Regions from separate parts of the Columba livia genome. Here region 1 is linked to region 2. The links are chromatin contacts, called in public Hi-C maps. All regions are on one chromosome and are shown on one strand. The core of a region is the stretch at or near the end of the contact, and the rest is flanking DNA. Distances in the headings are between cores, read along the strand shown. Region 1 overlaps ZNF516 (zinc finger protein 516). Region 2 has its middle 51 kb from the start of ZNF236.

Region 1 (3,700 bases), core at 31-2,530, 150 kb after region 2:
AGCACCGAACAAAAGTCAAAACCTCCGTGTGGGACGTTTTGTTTCCCTAAACTGGATGCTTTTCTACCATCTGTAAATGTGGTGCTTCCTTTGAAGTAACCTGTATTAGCCTGTTGGGGTGTATTATTTCAAGGGAGTTTTGATTTTAAAGAAAAAAGGTATAATATAGCACATTATGTAGAAAAGCCCATCAAAATAGTGTACTTCCTGTCTCCCTGGCAATTTCTCTACTTACACCCCAGATCACTGGACCAGACACAGCTTCAGCTGTGGGAAGGATTTTGTTCTCTTTATTTTCTTAGTGGTTGCAGACACTTCAGCCTAACCTGAAGTGAATTGCTCATTGTCGTTAGACACCTTGGTGCACCTCAGTCCTGTGGGAAGCGTTCGAGAGGATGGAGCCCCCCTGTGCCCCTCAGCGCTGGCAAGTGTCTGCTCTTGGTCACTGTATGACTTGTGTGTCCCTGTCACACAGAGACTTAACTGTGTGTACAGTTTCTGTTATGGATGGCAGGGGAGATCAGAGATTTCCCCAGGGTGGGGACCAGGTTTCCCAAATACACAGTTGGTAAACGGTGTAATGGGAAGATCTGTGGGATGCTGGTGGCCCCTTCTCAGTCCTGCAGTGAGTTATCTTTTGGTGCTGGTGGCTTTGTGTGTGTGCGTTTGCCTTTAAATAGTATTATTATTATTACTATTTTATTTCTATTTTTTCCTCAACTTGGAGGCATTCCCTGGTGCAGAGGACCCAACTGAGGCTGCAGGTGCTGGTGGCAATTCACAGGGTGGGATGTTTCCACCTGCACTGGGTTAGCCACGCTTAGGGCTGGTGGTCCTAAAGCGGTGGTTGTAGGAACACTCTCACCTGCGAGGTGTGTTTTGTTGTTTTGTGGTGTCTTTTGTTGTTGATTTCTGGTTTATTCTTGTTCTTGTTGGTTCGTTTTTTGTTTGCGGGGCGGGAGGGGGGCGTGTTTTTGCGCTGTGGGTAGGGTTTTGGAGCAGGAGGCCCGGACGGCACCCCGCCTAACCCAAGGCGCAGACAAGAAGGCGCTTTAGCGAGGGGTGGCGGTGCAGGGCGGGTCGGCCCAGCCCCTGCAGCGGCGGCGGCTCATCCGCTGGGCGGCGGCGCCACCTGGTGGCGGCGGAGGGAGTGGCCGGCGCCGTGTCCCCCCCCTTCCCTTCTTCCTCCTCCTGCTGCCGGCCTGCTCGCCAGCTCTGCGATCCGCAGCTGCCCGGTGCCTGCTCGCTGCTGAGCCAGGGACTGACATCGGCATGCGGGGAAAATAACAGCGCCTTTAATGAGACGGAAAATACCGGAGTTTTCTTGTAGGCAGTGCGCAGGGGACATCCGATTTCACTGCGCTCTTTGGCACACGGGAGCTACGGCAGTGTGTTCATGGGAGGAAAAGGTCAAATATGTGGCACATCATGATAAATTCATAGGGTGAGCTTTTAATAGGGAACACAAAAATGATCAGAGGGCTGAAACACCTCTCCTGTGAGGACAGGCTGAGAGGGTTGGGGTTGTTCATCCTGGAGAATGTTCCAGGGAGACCTTAGTGTAGCCTTTCAGTATTTAGAAGTGGCCTATAAGAAAGGTGGGGACAGACTTTCGTTGCAGTAGGAAAGGGGGTGATGGTTTTAAACTAAAGTAGGGGAGATTCAGCCTAGACATGAGGAAGAAATTGTTTACAATGAGGGTGGTGAAACACTGGCCCAGGTTGCCCAGAGAGGTGATAGATCCCCATTGCTGGAAACATTCAAGGCCAGGCTGGACGGGGCTCTGAGCACCCTGATGTAGTTGAAGATGTCCCTGCTCATTGCAGGGGGTTGGTTTTGATGAGCTTTGAAGATCCTCCTAACCCAGACTGTATTATGATTCTGTGATTTTATGCAGATGAAGGTGCCAAGGTGAAGTGCACCTTAGTAGTGCTAAGAGCAGAGATAGGTAACTCTGTGTAACCTCTTGTAACTGCTTTGAGTCACTTGAGAAGCTATGTGTTTCTTTTGACTAAAGAACTAGAACTCAAATCAGGTTCATGCAATGTTTGTGCCAAAAAGAGTGGTTATCACCTGGACCTTATGTATAGTCAGGTGTGCAGGTGGATTAAATAATGGATCAAATGCATCTTAGTGAATAGATTTAGAATGACTCCAAGGAGGATTTTCAAAATGCTTTATTTCCCTGACATTGCTCTAATCTGTATCTTTACCAGAGTAGTTGTGGTTATAAAGTACTTCTTCGTGTGATGCTACTGGGGGGACATACATACACACACACACACACTATGCAGTTGTTTACGTTTCTCTTTTTGGAAATATCTGGGCAAACATCTGTTGTTTTTTTTTTTTCTTGTTTTTTTTTTCTGCATGATTTTCTGCTATTTAAGAATGTGAATTAACCAGATTGATTTCTTAAGCCTGTTCTTCCTCAGGCGAGTTTTATTTCTGCCTGGAAGCAGTCTTTAGGAGTCAACTGTGTTTGGGATGAGGGGGTGGATAGCGTGCCTTTTGTAACAGGAGGGAGTGGATAAATGGCAAGTAAATGATGTAGGTGATCTGAGGAGCTCTGTCTTTGTTGGTAACTTAATCCTTCATTTTATTTTTTTCCCTGTGGAGTTTTATGTGCATAACAACAGACCCTGCAACTGATACACATCTCTGGTGGTAGCGTGGGGAGGTGGTTTAGTTGCCTCAGTTCCCCTTGTTTCCCCTCAGTGCATTGTTCAACCTGCTGGAGCTGCTCTGCCCAGACCCGTTGTGTGCTGCTGGGAAAGCAGATGGCCCTCCTGCTTTTCCAAAAACTCAGGACCTGAGCGCTGGGGAATAATTAACACTTGAGCTCCTCAGACGGAGAGGTGTCAGTACTGCTTCTTGCAAAAATACACCAGGCCACAGCTCTTTCCCAAGAATAGATGCAGCTTGTTCCTTGTTCCCAGCGGGATTCTCCTCCATCCCGACAGGTTTGCATGTCTGAGGAGAAAAGATTTGTTCTAAAGTCGCAGGCATCTTTCTGTTTCTGGACACCTCATAGACAGCTTATCAGCAGCATTTTAAACTCTTCCTTTGTTAATCTCATGGCAGTCATGGGGATTTTTCATGCTGCTTTTTAGGGGCTCGCTCTCAATATGGAGGCAAGAGGTGTCAGTGAGGTTAGCTGAGCCTCTCACCCAAAATGGTGTTTGCAGGCTGCTGCAGGTACATGTGTAGAAGTTCTTTTCTATCGAATCAAGTTTGTATGTTGCCATTAAACATACTTCTCTACTTTCTGGTAAAGTGCATAACAGAATGAGGGCTGGGAAAGGAAAAAAAAGATCGGTAATACTTTCCAGCCCTTCTGAATGTGTTAGGGTTTTTTGTTTGTTTGGTTGGATTTTTGTTGGTGGTGGTTCTTTTTGTTGTTGTTTGGGGTGGTTTTTTTTTGTTTGTGGTGGTGTTTTTTCGTGTGGTGTTTTGTGTGTTGTTTTCTTTTTTTTTTCCAAGTCCTTTTGAAAAGGAGAAATTCCAAATTAAGCCAGCCTGTGGCAGTGTTTTTCAGCATTTCTTTCGCTTCTGCCTTTAAGCCTTGGTGCTAATTGGAAAAGTTGCAAAGCTTCCTATGTACTATATGCAGTAGTTAGTTTCAGTATTTAAAAATGTTTTCGTGTTTTAACACAGCTCTTATTAAAATGAGTGTGTGATATAAATAGTCATGACTCAC
Region 2 (4,044 bases), core at 657-3,156:
CTTGGGCTTTTTTTCCTAATTTAGAAACTACCTTCAATCAAAAAATCCTTTACAGCACAGGACCTATATGCAACTCACCTCACAACCTTCTTAATAGCAATTGCTACAAAAGCATGAATAATTGTGGGTTCCTTTCTCTGTGCAAACCTAAGGGAAAGCAGACAGAGCTGGGGTAAGCAGAGCTGCCTTTAGCTGAAGCAATGGGGACCTGCTGCCAGGAAAGACCCTAGAGATGCTTCTCACCAAACACCTGGGGCTCCCTCTGGTCCAGACACATGAGTTTTGCACCAAAAACCAAGATAGGAGGGTCTGAGGCATGTCTATACCTCACAATAGTATGGGGTCTATACCTTGTCAAGAGGCCTACCTGGGCCTAGAAAGTCAGAAACACCACAGCAGTTTAGACATAGTCTAGGTTACTAAAATACATTTTTTAGGGGAAGAGATATTGCCCTGCGTTGTACTGGTTTCACTCAGCTAGTGCTAAGGGGAGGGCAAGTGGCCATGCTATGTCTTCCTCCACAATTTGTGCAGTGGGACTAGGAGTTATTTTTTTCCTTTGGCCAAATATGAACAAAAATGTGGAAGTGATCACTTTTCATATATTCTTAATGTTGCTAAATACTTTCTCACCTATATGTGTGTGCTCTGCTTATATATAAATAAAATAGTTGCGATAGCACAGTACAACCCAAGGTTTATTTGAGGGCAAGGTTTAGGAAAGCATGCCCCTTTTTAGAGAAGCATCCCTCTTTTTCCTCTGGGTAAGGAGGAGTGCTGTAATAGTAAAAAATTATCAGAGATAAAGCATCTTATCTCATTTACCTAGGCCCTAATTCTGTCTGTACTTTTAAAGTCCAGAACACAAAGCACACTATATTGAGGGCAAATTCCATAGCTTGTCTATCATGTACTCAAATGTACTTTTCAAAGGAAAAAGATGCCTTATAAAAATGCCTTTCTATATCTCTAGGTGAACTGTGTGGAATTCTTTAAGCTAAATTGCCCTCTGGATAATTTTGACAATGGGAAGGTATTACATAGGTGTGGAAAACAGATATACTTATCAGAAAGCTAGTAGCGAAATCTTGGTATCAGTTGTACCATTGTGAGGTCATGGATCAAAGACTTTGGTTGGTTTGCTTGAAAGTGTTTACCCCTAGCTTATTCTGCACTATATTCCTCCAAACAGTATTAATTAACCATTTTCAAGTCAAGTGAAACATTCTTCAGCTCACAAGACTTTTTTCTTCTCGAGAAAAGAATTTAACAAAGAAGAGAAAGGACAATCTCCTGAGGTTTGATTTGATCGTTATCCTTCTTAGTCTGAAAAAGGCAATTAAATTTAAAAAAAAACAAAAATAAAAACAAAAATGTGGGAACTTAAGGATGTTTTACAAAAATAATTCAGTGCTTTATTGCATATTTAGAGTTGCAAATGACCACTGATGAGTCATCCATGTGTTGGTAGTGTGGCAAATTTGATTTAATCTTTCTGAAGCTGTCCCTGATAAGAAGACATCTGCTTCTCTTCACCACTCTGACGTTTTGTCTTGAATATATCCATTCATGGTAGACATTTACAGCTTCATATCACTGTAATAGTCACTGGGAAGCCAAAGGAATGTACTTGTTTGCCCAAAAGGCAGGATTTGGTAAAGAGCTACAAGATGAATCAGAATTAACCATTCATTTTAGCCCTTTGACTTCAGTGGGCTGAAAGTGAAGAAAAGGGTTTACAGTTTGATCTTTCTTAACTCTTTTTATTTACGGCTATATCAGAACTCCAAAATGTCTAAATTGTGTAGAAACAAAAGCAGAGGACTCCATATAAACTTTGAAAAAGAGATGCAGATGCAGAGGGAAAAAGTGAGCCTAAGTATAGTGAAAGAGCAACAACCCTCAGAAACGTGTATGTACATCAAGGAGGGTATCTCCTTCTTCATCAAGAAGGTGACATCTCCTGACAAAACACATGTCTAGGAGATAAGGAACCTTAATTAAGATAGAGACCTATCTTATCACAGCAGCAAAATAAATTGTCAAAAATTTTACTGGAATTTACAGAAATCTCTATTTACCCCAAATAATTAAAATGGCTAAGGTAGATCTTTTAAAAATAGACTGGAAAAAGAGGCCTTGTAGGATAAGAAAACTATCACAGCATTACATGAATCATTCAGGACACTGAGTTACTAGCCTTTTTCCTGAACTGAGATAGAAAAAGGACTCTTCTTGTTATCCTGATTTTGTTATCATCTTACTTATAGAATAACTTGAGGAATTACTCAATAACTTGAATGGCCTGCCATTGAATGATACAGTTTGATATATAGTGAACTTAGATAACTTTTCTTCTATTCAAAAATCAATATCTGATCAATTGATGATCCTCCACCCTGTGCCTTGTTGTACCTGATAATCAAAGGCCATGATTCCCTATCACTGTTTTTCCAATGGCAAAACCTTGATACAGAAAATCACTACCAACATGAAAAAAAAGATTGCACTGGACCACCATCAGTACAATTCTGAGCAGCAGCAACAACTGCTTTTTGCTTTTGCAGCATCCAAACCTCCACTTGAAACTCACTGAAAGGACTTTAGGAAAGAAGGTATAATATAAAAAAATCTTATTCTGACCAAAAATATAATTAAATGGCATTTTGGGCCCAGGGCTTAAGCTGAGAAGGAGACCATTTCCTTTACTGTAAATAAGAGCAACAAGAGTCCAAACTTGCTTCCACTGAAGTCATAGACTTCATAATACAAAACAGGGATAGAGAAATTAACTTTATTTAAAAGTTGTCATTTCAGTTATGTTTCTGTTTCTCTAGATATTTGTATGCTTGTAGATAGGCATACATTTTCCGGTAAACACACCTCATTGTACTTTCTTTGCTTTTACAGGTTGAGGTTTAAGAAGTGTTCATGCATTCTTTCTTCTGTTGTATTCTCATACATGCTAATAGAACAGTAGGGTTGCTGTGATATCCTATACAGGATAAAAACAATAAAACTCTGACTTGGGATGTTTCTCATAAGTTTTCTTGCCTAAGTAAATGTATTGACTATGATTCTAACAGATCAAAACAATGACATTCATAAACAAAATAAACTGCGTACACACAACCTCTGGCCAAATTTTGATCTTGTTGTCACAAGTTTTATTATTCTTTTCCTCCATCCAACAGACATTGCCAAACAAATATGGTATCTCTACTACTTCTTATGTGCTATGGTAAGAACCTTAGTGTGGCGGGTTGTGTTGAAAACTTGTGAGATTTTCTTCCTAGCATGTCTATATAAACTGTTTATCGGCTCATCTCAAAATCTTCAATGAATTTCACCTCACAGAACCTTTGTGAAGTAGGAAATGGTTATGCTTACCATTTTATGTATTTGGGAAGTGAGCATCACAAAGAAAAAGACCAAGATTATTAAAGCTATTAAAATGTTCCTGCACTCAAGTCTTCCTGAAGTCACAGATCCCAATGACTACAGTACCCACCCAATTCACAGCAGAGGCTGGGCTGCCAGCAAACCCAGGAATGATTCATAATCACCCAACTATTGAATCTCAACTTTGTCCTTCTGTGTTTGCTTTTGACTGGAAAATATAGACCTGAGGAGTCTGTTCACTTAAAACTTTTCCAAACAAGAAAATGTTGCCATCCTTCTGGGAAATATTTTGGCTCTGATCAATCTGTTTCTTTTTTAGTTGTTGGAACTAGTTTTGTCTAATAATTCCCAATGAGCTCTTACTTTTCAGCATGTTGACTACATTATTGCAGGATAGTAGGAACTGGCACCTGCTCAGAAAGCTGAATTGTTCTGAAGCAGGTCTTTCTTCAGGTCTGTTTTTTCTTTAATGAACCTCAGAGGATGATATTGTGAAAGTTCACTCTAGTGTCATGTTTACATTCAGTAGCAACCTCAGACTAGAGTGTTTGTTTAAAAGGGTGTAGAATATGAAAATAAATCATCATTGGTGTCAGTTTGTTTTATTTCAGTCATGGTCACCATGGACACCAAATATATATA

What was found. Hi-C and Micro-C count contacts between places; a contact is called where the count stands out from the background.
Region 1: a contact with region 2 is called in a Hi-C map of crop, with 4 times the contacts expected there. The contact joins two enhancer-like sites. A contact is called at or near these places in 2 of 2 Hi-C or Micro-C datasets (crop and liver).

The regions. Positions count from the first base shown.
Region 1 is chr2:100,536,946-100,540,645 of bColLiv1.pat.W.v2, forward strand. The region is part of intron 2 of ZNF516 (zinc finger protein 516); the gene reads left to right. Among named protein-coding and RNA genes, the nearest start is that of ZNF516, 75 kb to the left of the region's middle. Within about 2 kb of position 1,281, at least 1 of the 3 cell types and tissues checked has an H3K27ac peak away from gene starts, as active enhancers do.
Region 2 is chr2:100,382,500-100,386,543 of bColLiv1.pat.W.v2, forward strand. No RefSeq gene overlaps it. Among named protein-coding and RNA genes, the nearest start is that of ZNF236, 51 kb to the left of the region's middle. Within about 2 kb of position 1,907, at least 1 of the 3 cell types and tissues checked has an H3K27ac peak away from gene starts, as active enhancers do.